Linked DNA regions of Sus scrofa: regions 2, 3 and 4 are each linked to region 1. The links are chromatin contacts, called in public Hi-C and promoter capture Hi-C maps. All regions are on one chromosome and are shown on one strand. Each heading gives the region's core, a stretch centred on a gene start, on an enhancer-like site or on the middle of the called end of the contact. The rest is flanking DNA. Distances are from core to core; before and after follow the strand shown.

Region 1 (2,885 bases), core at 147-2,646:
CAAGTGCTGGCTCTGTCCAGACGATGTTGGATAAATTCTCTGATCTTATTTGCCTTTATTTGAAGATTAAAAAACAAAAACAAAAACAAAACAAAACTGGATGTCTGCAGTAGATTCTTACTTTGGGAACCTCCCAATAAACTATGCCACCTTTCCCCAAATCACGCTACTCTAATCTTAGAGAGGAGACTGGGAGGGAGGGGAAGACCCTGAAGCCTGCAGGGAGCTCTCCAGGCCAGGATGCGAGCGCTCCCAACCAACCCACACCGGTGTGGGTGTGCACGCAGCGCTCAGCGACCACTGGTGCGACTGGAGCAAACTGGCAAAATGTGAAGCTCAGCAGCTGGGATGGCCTTGAATGCCAATACCACTTGAAGGAATACCTTATAAATTATCTTAATTACCACGCAGACCTTACTGTAACCCAGGCACAGCCCTATGCGCTCTCCTAGAGCAAATATTCCTTAAATACCTTTCAGTGTGTGTCTCTCTTGCCTTTATTTAACATGCATCCCTTGAAAGCGTGGGAAACAGTTCACAGCGCTCCTCTGTCGCTCCCCCCTCTACTTTTTGTATCTAATTAGAACTTGTAACAAGTGCTTATTTTTCGGTGCTTGTAGAGGTGGGGCAAGAGAGAGGGTGCTAAGCTCGCCTGGGGCCAAGAGCAATATTTATAAGTATTTACCTTCAGTTCAATCTAAACCCATCATTCTCAAACTTGGCTGCCCAGAGGAACCACCCTGGGAGCTTTAAAAACTAATACTGGGAGTTCCAGTCGTGGCTCAGTGGTTAACGAATCCAACTAGGAACACTGAGGTTGTGGGTTCGATCCCTGGCCTTGCTCAGTGGGTCAAGGATCCGGCGTTGCCATGAGCTGTGGTGTAGGTCGCAGACGCGGCTCGGATCCTGCGTTGCTGTGGCTGTGGCGTAGGCCAGCGGCTACAGCTCCGATTCGACCCCTAGCCTGGGAACCTCCATATGCGGGGGAGCAGCCCAAGAAACGGCAAAAAGGCAATAAAATAAAATAAAACAACAACAACAACAACAACAAAACCCTAATATTGTTTGGATGTCAGCCCAGAGTCTGATTTAATTGATCTAGGTTGTGGCCTGGGCATCTGGATATTTTTAAAACTCCCTAGACTACTCCTAGATTAAAAAGTACAGCGATAAATCTCTCATTCCTCTTTTCACTCTGAAAAAGTTAGATTCGCAGCCCGGGTCGGTGGCCAGGAGACCTGGCGCCCGGTGCCCGTCCTTTTGCAGCTTGCCAGCGCTGCACAGTCCCAGAAAATCTGCGCGCGCGACGACGCTAAACACGCGGCGGCGGGGCGGGCGGGGCCGCGTGGGCCCCGCCCCCGCACGCCTATCGGCGCGCGGTGCGGGCCCTGACGTCACTCTTGTCAGGCCGCGGCACATGGGCGGCCGGATGCGCTGAGCCGGGCGCTGCGGGGCCGCTGCGCGCTGGGGAGCAGCGGCCGCCGGCGCGGGGAGGGGGGTGGGGTGGGAAGGCGCGCGGCCTCCGAGCTCGCGCAACCGGGCCGGGACGGCGCGGTTCCTTCCGCTCTCTGCAGCTGTCTGCATTTTTTTTTTTTCCTGCCTTTTTCGCAATTTTGAACATTTTGCAAGACGAGAGGTTCGAGGCAGGTGAGAGCATCCTGCGCGTCGCCCAGGAGCCCGCGGCCACTTGGCGCGCTCTCCAGGGATCATCTGCACTGGGAACCTGAAAGTTTTTTGTTTTTATATTTTTACGTAGATGTATTTATAAAGACACAAGTATTTTTTTTTTCTTCCCCTTTCTCCACCGCCTCGAAAGCGAGTACTTTTGGCAAAGGACGGAGGAAAAAGCTCAGCAACATTTTGGGGGGCGGCTGGGTTTTTTGTTATTTTTTTTTTAAGAAAAAGATTCGAGTGCATCGCGATGGAGAAAATGTCCCGACCGCTCCCCCTGAATCCCACCTTTATCCCACCTCCCTACGGCGTGCTCAGGTCCTTGCTGGAGAACCCGCTGAAGCTCCCCCTTCATCACGAAGACGGTGAGCGCTGCCCTCCTGGCTGCCCCACTCTGGGAAAGAACTACGCTCCTGGGCCGGGCACCCCCGCTGGAGCATCCGTCCCTTCCATCCCTGCCGCCGGCACCCCCGCCCTGCTTTGATGAAATTGAAGAGCTCACCCATCACCCCACCCCTCCTTCTCAAAGAGGGGGGACCCCCTCTCCGAACCGCGTTTAAAATAGCGTTGGAGACCGGCCCGGCCTCCCCGCGTCCAGCTCGGGAGGCTCAGGTGGGAGATAGAACTTGACAGGTCAGGGTTCCCTAGATTGAGGCTCAGCCGCACACAGAGTGAAACTGCCTGCGAGGGCAGAGCTTCGCCGGCTGCGGAGAGAAACCAGAGGGAAGGCTTCCACTCGGGTGGGGGCTCGAGCCAGGGGAGGGGGGAGCCCTAATGCGGAGCCTTGGTATTGGAATCGTGCTTATTGCTGCTGTTAGTAGTTGTTTGGAACTCCCGAGGTGAGGTCGGGCAGGGTGCTTCAGAAAGGAGGATGGTGGCTGGGGCTGGCCGGGGGTGGGGGTGGGGGTGGGGGGGTGGGGGAGTGGTCTCTGGGCGGCTTCAGCGCACTGCCTCCAACGCTGTCACCTTCCCTGTGCACTTTTCCTGGTGGGAGGGGAGAGCAGAGCAGGCTCACGTGTAACCGCGCAGGAGCCTCCTTTGGCTTGAGCTCTTTTCTTGGTAAGTCACAAACCTTCCGCAGGCAACCTTGGCTGGAGTCGTGTGAGGAGGCTCCGAATCGAGCTGATGCTACCGGGATTTGTCTTTGGGGCTGATGGGTTTCATGCCTTCCATATTACAATAGCAGATGCAAATCGTGAGGCTCACAGTGTGGT
Region 2 (2,895 bases), core at 68-2,567, 380 kb before region 1:
CTAGTTGGGTTCATTAACCACTGAGCCACAGCAGGAACTTCTTATTCTAGATTTTAGAATCCCAGGTATCAGCTCACATAGGACAAGAAAAATTTGAAATAACATAATTAGAGCAAAAAAAACCAAGTTAGAGGAGTTCCCGCCATGGCGCAGTGGTTAACAAATCCAACTAGGAACCTTGAGGTTGCGGGTTCGATCCCTGGCCTTGCTCAGTGGGTTAAGGATCCAGCGTTGCCATGAGCTGTGGTGTAGGTCACAGACTCAACTTGGATCCCGAGTTGCTGTGGCTCTGGCATAGGCTGATGGCTACAACTCCGATTAGACCCCTAGCCTGGGAACCTCCATATGCCGAGGGACGCGGCCCTACAAAAAGGCAAAAAGACGACAAACACACACACACACACACAAACCAAGTTAGAGCCTTGGCACACAATGTAATTGGTTTGATTTCTAATTTTATTTTTTGCCTTTTTTTTTTTTTTTGTGGCTAGGAATCGAATCCCACACCACAACAGAAACCAGAGCCACACCAGTTGACAACGCAAGATCCCTAAATCACTGAGCCACCAGGAAACTCCCTGTTTCAAAATATATGACTAAGGACATAAGCTATATCAAGCTCTCCTGTTCCCATTCCCAGGATCCAAGAAGAGCTTGTAGAAGTGGGCCTAAGTTGACCACAGAAAGCAAGATCTGAAGGCACTGGGAGCTCATCTTAAGCTAACTGCCATCACCTTGGAGACACCCCACTTTCAGGCAGGCTCTGGCTTCGAGGGAGATTGTTATCAACGCTAATCAAATGTTAATCGAATGCACAAGAAAAGGAAATAAACTCTTCTTCTGAAAGAAGAGGTAGAATTTCTCCAGCTCGGATTTACATTTCAAAGCAGTCCTAAGGCCAAACACTCCTTGCCAGAAGGAAAGCCCCTCTCTTCTCAGTTTCGCTGGAAAACAGCTCCTTGGAAGAACCAAGATCTCCTTGGCGGCGCCCCGACGTCCCTCAGGAAATGGGGGCGAGACCTAGGATGCCGGCTCCCGGGAGATCTCTCAATTGAAGCCGGTCCCGCCTCCTGTCCATCACCTGCAGCTTTAAAGGGCAAGGGACACACCTTCCCTCCCCAATCTCTGGGGCGGGTAAATAAGTGGGGGGGGATGGGGTAAGTAGTTCTAGTTACTCGATTCGCTCAGTGGTTAAATATTTATTTTGTGGGTGCCAGGCACTGACCTAAGCGGTTTACGTGGTTAACGCTCACAGTAACCTCAGACGTGTGTTAACCCCGTATTTCCGTCTCTAACCCTGGGAGCCGGAGGCGCAGAGAGCAGCGCCTCGCCACGTGGGCGGCAGGATCCGCGCCGGGGTCCCTCCGCCCCAGGCTGCCGCTCTCGGTGGGTTCCCCCCTTGGAGCGTGGCAGGTGCACGGACGCCTGCTCCCTCCGGTCCCCGCCTCCTCCGGCGCCCACGCCCCCGGGTCCCCGCCCCGCAGGACCCAGCCGGGAGCCGGCCACCCCACAGCGGCCTGGAAGCGCGGCCCGGAGGGAGGAGCCAGGGAGGGGCGGGTGGAGTCAGGAGCGACGGGAGCGACTGCGGCGGAGGCCGGGGCTGGCTCCCCGAGCTACCATGGCGTTCGGGAAGAGTCATCGGGACCCGTACGCGACCTCCGTGGGCCAGCTCATAGGTAAGCGGGACCCCTGAGGTTTTGGACCGGGGACCCTTGGCGCTGATTCCATTCCCGGCAGCGAAGAACCGCGCGGGTACGAGTGCAAGCAACTCCTCCTACGCGGCCTCCCCTCCCCGCCCCCGCAACTTTCTCAGGCCCCGCGCTCTTCCCGCCCTGCCAGACACCTGTCTCCAGTTAATCTCTTTCGAACCCCTCTTGCTCACCTCCTTACTTCTCTCCTATCAGTGCGTCCCGGCGTGGGGGTGTGTGGAAGCGGACAGGTGGACTTCAGGGATCCAGGTGTGGCGTGGCTGGGCCTCTACCGGGGCGCGTCAACTTCTGGGCCAGGGGAATCTCGTCAAAAAGTGCGTCCACCGGAGGGCCCAGGATTGTCATGTTTGTTTTTAAAGTTCCAGGAGGCTAAGTGCAGTGACCTCGCTTCCCTCTAGCTTCCAAACCCTTACAACTTTGAGTTACTTTTGGGCAGAAACAAAGAGTGAAAATGCTTAGCGCTGGAGTGAAGGAAGGGGGAGCCAGGTGAGCGCTGGGGTCACAAGGGGCCTTTCCAGGCCACTAGGGGCCATGCAGGTGTCTGCCTGACACCTTTCCCTCTCCAGGGGCTTGCTCAGAATGACGTACGCGGAAGCCAGAGTCGGTTCCTGGATTGTTTACCAACACCTGCTCCCTTCTCCCTCATCTCAGATGCCTCCCTTGGGAACCGGGTGTGGAACTAATGCTTATAGATGCCAAGCAAGTCATGATCACGTCAGGAGCTTAGTGAGGTGAGGAAATCATGAGAACCTAGCAGTTATCCTAAGGAGGCTCAGATTTGGACTGTTGGGACTGCAGCTCAGTTAACTGCTGACAAGAACACACGGCTCAACCTGAATCTTAGTTCTCACACCTTTAGAAGTGGATGGAGTGGAACTATTATAGAGGAGAAAATGCTTTCTAAACAGTTGCTACTGGCTCTATCCCTATTGGATATTAAAATGAGCCCTAAACAGAAACGGTTCCGGACTGCGTCTTCATAGGCTGATTTATTCTTTAAGGCTTTGAACATTGTCAGCTGTGTGCTAGACCTAGCCCAAGCAAAAGTTAGACCTGGTCTCACCCATCAGGGAACACGCAATCATGTAGAAAAGATGCACGCAATTTGTAGTGACTATGATAGAGTATCTTTGCAGTAGAAGAGAGATGTAAAACACCCAGAACTTATGAAAAGGGAGAACATAAC
Region 3 (3,005 bases), core at 94-2,593, 310 kb before region 1:
TCTGATCTAAAAGATAAGGACTTTACAGTTACCTATTAATAAGGGAGAAACGCCTCGCAGTCCTAATTCGCACTCGTGATAGATAAAAAGTTACTCCCAGGTGAAGTATGAGCAGCAAGCATACTCCCATTCTGTCAACCTTTGCACAGAAACTATAGTGGTTTACAGAAGGAATATAATAACATAAATTACATTTGAAAAACTGGCACGTGTGTGAGCAGGAGGAGCATAAAGCAGATTGCCAAATACCAGAGTATAGGCTGCAAGCCTTTTCGATGGTGTAGCTGAGATTGAGAGATTTCACTGGGCAGTGGGGTATAGGCACGGTCACTCCAAGAGCTTAGGTTCCACTGGTAGCTTTGTCACTAACTTCTTTGGGGACCTTGGGCAACTAAGTCACTTTTTAAGGCCTGTTTCCTGTTTGGTGGATAATCTCGGACATCCCTCCAACACTACACGGTGAAGCATCGCTGTATAGGGATCTGCCCTGCACCTCTGCCCCTCCCGATGGGCCGCCCAGCGGGCAGCGCCGGCCCTACCTGGCAATAGAGCCGGTAAAGGGGCACGGCGGCGTAGGACGCCCCCAGCATGCCCACGGCCGCAGCGGCCACGTACGTGAGGACCGTCTTGTTCCGCCGCCGCCAATCCTCCTCCTGCTCGCGCGTGAAGGGGTTCGTACTCTTCGGCCGCCGGAGCGGCTGCACTGCCAGGCTTGGACGCCTCCATGTCCCCAACCTCCTTAGTCCCCTCTCAGCACCTCCTGTGCCGCTCCTGCCGTGCCCGAGATACGGCTCTATCCTCTCCGCGGCCCTGGTCGGGGCCCCAAGGTGGCTCCAGGGCCAGCCGCAGAAAGCGACGCGGCTCCATCCTAGACGCCAGAGCCCTCCCATAGCCCCGGAACAGAACTCCCGCCTGTCAGGGGCAAGAAGCCAGATCTCGCGAGGCCTGCTCTATCTCGCGATCTCTGGGTCGAGCCTGCCGCTGCCTTGGCTACCAGGCTCCTCTGGTGGTGGCGCTTGTAGTCGGGCTACGGAGGCCGGGTTGCCGGGCGCCGGGTAAGTTCGCGTTTTGCTTCGTGACTGTTCCTCCTACTTTGCCTCTTTCCTGTACCTACCTAACTTACTTTTAGGAAAACGGCGTGCGTTCCTCCGCGTGCAAGCCCATCATCCCACGGCTTTGGGTCAGTGATCTTCCTAACCTCCATCAGCCTTTGTCTCGACCTGGTGGCCCCAAGAGACTGCTGTCCCGCGCGCGGTCCTTTGAAGGGGGTACCCTGGTTGCAGGTCCGCTCTCACTGCCCTGGACTCGGGCTCTAGGCTCACCTCTCCCAGGAAGGCTTCCGGTGTTTTAACCACAGACCACTGGAACACTCACGCATCTACACTTCCTCAGTCCTTGGGAATCGGCTTCTACTGCTCTGATGTCCCTAAACCGATTGCCCAGTGAAAATTAACCAGTTCAGGGGCGGGAGGGACGTTGTCAAACTTGGTTTTAAAAGCATAGTGACCGGATATGAGGATCATGTAAAGAAGGGTTGAAAGAAATGGGGATGTTTATCTTGGAAAAGAAGCGCATGGAGGATGTAAATAATAGCTTTCTTCAGTTGTCCTACAGGACAAACTAGGATCTGAGTGGCGCGCACCGCGCAGCTGATTTTGTTGTAATGGAAGGAAGCATCTTTCAAGGAACTATGTAAAATAGTGGTTAAGAGCTGAGATTCTGAAGTTGCACCGGTGTGGATTCATACCTGGGCTCTCTCTATGACCCTGTGTCCCTAGGGCAGTTATATGACCTCTTTAAAATCATGGCAGTAAGTAAGAATATGCATGTAAAGTGATTTTCACAGGTAAACATTTATTTAGTAGGCTTTGCTGTAGATGTGCCGAGCAGATGTAAGTATCCCCACTTTATGGATGAGGAAGCTGAAGTCCCCAGAAGTTAAATGACTTGGACTGATACAGCATCTTATTTATTCTACTCTCTTGTGGGCCAGACATTATTCAACCTACTGGGGCTACAGCACAGGGAAAGTCAAAGAAGATCACTTCAGTTATGGAGTGTGTCCTTTCTCCAAGGGACTTTCAAGCAAATAACAGATACATAAATAAGGGAATTTCAGATAACAATCAATACAGTGTAATTGACAAACAAAACGAGGGAAAGTAAGGGAAGGTCTTTCTGAGGATTTGACATTTGAGCCTAGTCCTGAGTGATGATAAGGAGCAGGCTACACAATGACAATTCCAAGCCATGCAGAGGCCCCAGACAAGCAAGAGTTGGTTACCACTGAAGAACAAAAAGACCAGTGTGTTCCTACCATTGTGAGCAGGCAGGAAAAGTGGTAGGAAATGGGCCAGAGCAGGTATACAGGGACCAGATAATAACAGCCTTTTAAGCCATGTCCAAGAGTTTGGATTTTATTCTAAGAGTCATTGGAAACATTGTAAATCAACTATAATTTTAAAAAATAAAGAAGTAATAAGCTGTCAGAGTTTGAAGCATACAATGATATCTGATTCACACTTTTTATTTTTATTTATTTATTTTTTTCCTTTGTTAGGGTCTTACCTGCAGCATATGGAAGTTCCCAGGCTAGGGGTCAAATCAGAGCTGTAGCTGCTGGCCACCACAGCAACGCCAGATCTGAGTCTCATCTGTGATCTATACCACAGCTCACAGCAATGCCGGATCCCTCACCCACTGAGCGAGGCCAGGGGTCCAACCTGCATCCTCATGGGTACTAGTCGGATATGTTACCACTGAGCCACAAGGGGAACTCCTTGATTCACACTTTTCAAAAGATCTTGGCTGTGATGTGGAGAATGGGTTTAAAGGGGAGCGAGCAAAAAAGAAGACACAATGATTAGGAGGCAGTTGCATTAGGCCAGCTGAGTGATGATGGTCACCTTGAGTGAGCTATTGATTAACTTGTGGTCACACGGGCAGAAAATTACAAAGCCAAAAAAAAAGTTCAAGTATCTTCTGAGTCTTCTACTTTGGCACAG
Region 4 (2,917 bases), core at 55-2,554, 450 kb after region 1:
CTCCTCCCATCCTCATAAAACAAAACAGAAGCAGCTTTAAACTGAATAAAGCAGAAACTTACCTGTGCTGCCAAGTCTGACTTTAGTTTTCTTCTTGGAAACTGGCATAAATGTAGAGTTTTCCATCAACTTCAAGTCTTTCAAGTACAGAAGGAGAAACATTACAATACAATAATGCAAAACAAGTGGAAACTTTTATAAACATTTACTTTGATAGGCACTGTGGAAACATGTTCTATGTTTACTTTATGTGGTCAATTGTAACTACTTACACAAATCTTACCCCATTTTACAGATTAGGAAACATGGGTTCCCAGAGTTTGCTGGCACCCGGGTGGTGTCAAACGGACTGTTTCCTTTATTTAAACCAAAGTACAGTCTGGTGCTAAGAAACAGTGATACCAAAGGTAACAGAGATAACACACAAAGAAAGGTCTTTGGGTTGCAAAAGATCTAAATTATGCAAGCTGCAGAAATACTGGATGGACATCATGATACCTCTTAGATCATCTTCCACCCTCCAGGTGCCAATGTACCACTATGGATTCGATTTTTTAATTCTTTTTTGGGAAGTTTTTTTTTTTTTTTTTTTTTTTTCTTTTTAGGGCTTCACTCGAGGCATATGGAAGTTCCCAGGCTAGAGGAACAGTTCCCCACATACTACACCACAGCTTATGGCAACGCCAGACCCGTTAACTCTTTACTGCTGAGCCACAAAAGGAACTCCCTTTAATCCTTTTTTTTTTTTTTTTTTTTTTTTTTTTTTGGTGTCATGGACTTTGGCCTTCTGGGGAATCTCATGGATCCCTTCTCAGAAAAAATGTTTTAAAGTGCATAACAAAAAAATAGAATATTTTTCTTGTATCTGATCCCTGAGGTTTTCAAGTATTTCTGCTCTATCCATCTCACCTCCCACTTCTACCAAACTGTTTTTCTGAAAGGAAAAGATTTTCCTTCAGAGAAGTTAAAGGAGAGATACCCAAGCAGCATTGGAGTGTGTCGGGTTGGGGAGGAGATATTTCTGAGATGACATTAGTGTCTTCCTTTTCCCTTTCGTCTAAGCCTCTCCACTTCCTGGCGTTTTCATCGTTCCCCAGAGCAAGTCCATCGTTTCTCTAGTTTTACTTCTTTTCCTTCCTCCCCCAAGTCTTGCTTAGCCCTGTGCAATTTTCCAAGCCAGGCTTCTCACCGGCCCCGCCTCCTTTTAGGTTCCTCCTCCCAAATCCCGCCTTTCTCCAGTCACTTTTCAGTTCCCTGCCAATCAGGCTGGGTCACCCTCTCGCCCCGCCCCCGAACACGAACCTAGCCTGTCCCCAGCCTTTCCTGCAGGCTGAGGGGCAGCTGCTGCGGAAGAATGGACCCTGGGGCTGGCTGCTTCTCCGAGGAGCAGTTCCGGGAGGCCTGCGCTGAGCTCCAGCACCCTTCACTTTCCGGGGCCAAATGGGAGCTGCTGGTGGAGACGTTGGGCATCAGCATCTACCGGCAGCTGGATCAGGTAGCTGTCAGCCCGCTGGAGGACTAAGGGGCACCAGCACATGGGGCCCACTGTCCGCGGGGAGTGAGGGGCTGCAGCCAGCAGTCCGAAGGTCTTCTGAAGTTGGGAGGAGCTAGCCTCGGGGTGCCTCCTGCTGACTTTGTCCCCTGCGGTCCCAGTCGCGGTGATTGAGGAGGTCATCTGAATTTAGTCTCAGGTCTGAGGCCAGACAGGGCAAGTGGTTTGTTAGAAGTTAATAACAGAGTAAAAAAGCGGATGAGCTGATTTTTAGCTTCATGCATTTATCTGCAGAGGATGTGGAGTCCATGAGCTGGGTTGATGCTGGTGGTGTGTGTGGCTGGGTATATTTTAGGACTGAATACAGGTAGAAAAGAGACTGGACTTTTCAGAGAGTGGGTGTGCACGGCTACATGTGTGGAGGGAGGTGCGTTGCTGAGAAGGGATCTACTGTCAGCTCTAGTCATTTTAATAACTTGCTTCATTTGGCTGCTGCCCCCTCCCTTGTAAACGGCCCTTCCTAACTTTAGTCTGAAGCTTCTGGAAGAAAGATTAACTAAAAGCGTAGGAGGAATGGTGTTGGGGGCCTGCTTGGAGGCCTTTGGAGCCAAGTAGCTAGACAAGAGGAATGATGGCCAGTCACCAGATGCTCTGTGTGCTAGGAGCTGCTTGGCAAGTGGGATAAAAGTCAACTTTGGGCAGAGTGAGTGAAGTCAAGGTTTTCTGGCAGGGGACCAGAGTGCTGAAGTGTTGGAGAAGGGAGGAGCTCTGAATGTCTGTGAGCACCAAGGCCGCTGTGTATAAGCGGACGAGCAGGAAGCTTATAATGTACAGCAGGTAGAATTAATTTCCAAATGTCCTTCCAACAGTTACCTTGATGCAAAAATGGACATGTTTTCAGACCACATCCTTGTATCTTCTGACCATTCCATTTTCTGCACCAGCCATGCCCAGACATTTGCCAAGTGTTGTCAGTTCTCTGCTCAGATGTGTCTGAACTTGTTTCCCATCCTTTTCTTTTCTTTACCTTTGCCACTTTGGGTGACACCTCTCACCTACAATTGCTGTGACCTCTTAACTAGCTTCTTGGCCGTCTACTTCCCTAATCCCTTCCATCTTACAAACACAGTCCAATCAAGCAGCAGAGAGAGAGGGGCTGTGATCCTATCAGTTCTCTTCCAGTGGCCTGTTGATTGCAGAATTATTAATAATAATAACTACTATAGTAGATAATGTATTGTATGCTCTGTTAGGTTTCAGGCATTGTTTACATGCTTTGCAGGCATTGATGTACTCAATTCTCACATCAGCCCTAATGTAACGTACTAAGATTGTCACTTTTTTGCCTATATGGAAATGAAGTTGTGGAAAACTTGATTGCTGGAGACTCAAACTTGGATTGGAATGTGGCTGTCTCGCTCCAGA

The links. Promoter capture Hi-C pulls out the DNA fragments that hold promoters and counts their contacts. Hi-C and Micro-C count contacts between places; a contact is called where the count stands out from the background.
Region 2: a contact with region 1 is called in a Hi-C map of liver, with 2.3 times the contacts expected there. The contact joins the promoter of TOM1L1 here to the promoter of HLF in region 1. A contact is called at or near these places in 1 of 47 Hi-C or Micro-C datasets (liver) and 1 of 2 datasets of contacts at active chromatin or transcription factors (skeletal muscle).
Region 3: a promoter capture Hi-C map of liver shows a contact between it and region 1, with 4 times the contacts expected there. The contact joins the promoter of LOC100739396 here to the promoter of HLF in region 1. A contact is called at or near these places in 2 of 5 promoter capture datasets (fetal liver and liver) and 1 of 2 datasets of contacts at active chromatin or transcription factors (skeletal muscle).
Region 4: a contact with region 1 is called in a promoter capture Hi-C map of liver, with 7 times the contacts expected there. The contact joins the promoter of PCTP here to the promoter of HLF in region 1. A contact is called at or near these places in 2 of 5 promoter capture datasets (both in liver) and 1 of 2 datasets of contacts at active chromatin or transcription factors (skeletal muscle).

The regions. Positions count from the first base shown.
Region 1 is chr12:31,587,941-31,590,825 of Sscrofa11.1, forward strand. It overlaps HLF (hepatic leukemia factor), which reads left to right and starts at 1,397. Exons shown (of 4, transcript XM_021067250.1): 1 at 1,397-2,036. The coding sequence starts at 1,922.
Region 2 is chr12:31,206,056-31,208,950 of Sscrofa11.1, forward strand. TOM1L1 (TOM1-like protein 1) reads left to right here and starts at 1,318. Exons shown (of 16, transcript XM_021067247.1): 1 at 1,318-1,676. The coding sequence starts at 1,619.
Region 3 is chr12:31,276,507-31,279,511 of Sscrofa11.1, forward strand. It overlaps LOC100739396 (cytochrome c oxidase assembly protein COX11, mitochondrial), which reads right to left and starts at 1,344. Exons shown (of 4, transcript XM_003483022.4): 1 at 540-1,344. The coding sequence starts at 890. STXBP4 (syntaxin-binding protein 4) reads left to right here and starts at 610. Exons shown (of 19, transcript XM_021067245.1): 1 at 610-1,055.
Region 4 is chr12:32,042,537-32,045,453 of Sscrofa11.1, forward strand. PCTP (phosphatidylcholine transfer protein) reads left to right here and starts at 1,305. Exons shown (of 7, transcript XR_002337190.1): 1 at 1,305-1,495. LOC102166553 (a long non-coding RNA gene) reads right to left here and starts at 1,226. Exons shown (of 3, transcript XR_306512.3): 1 at 980-1,226; 2 at 63-137.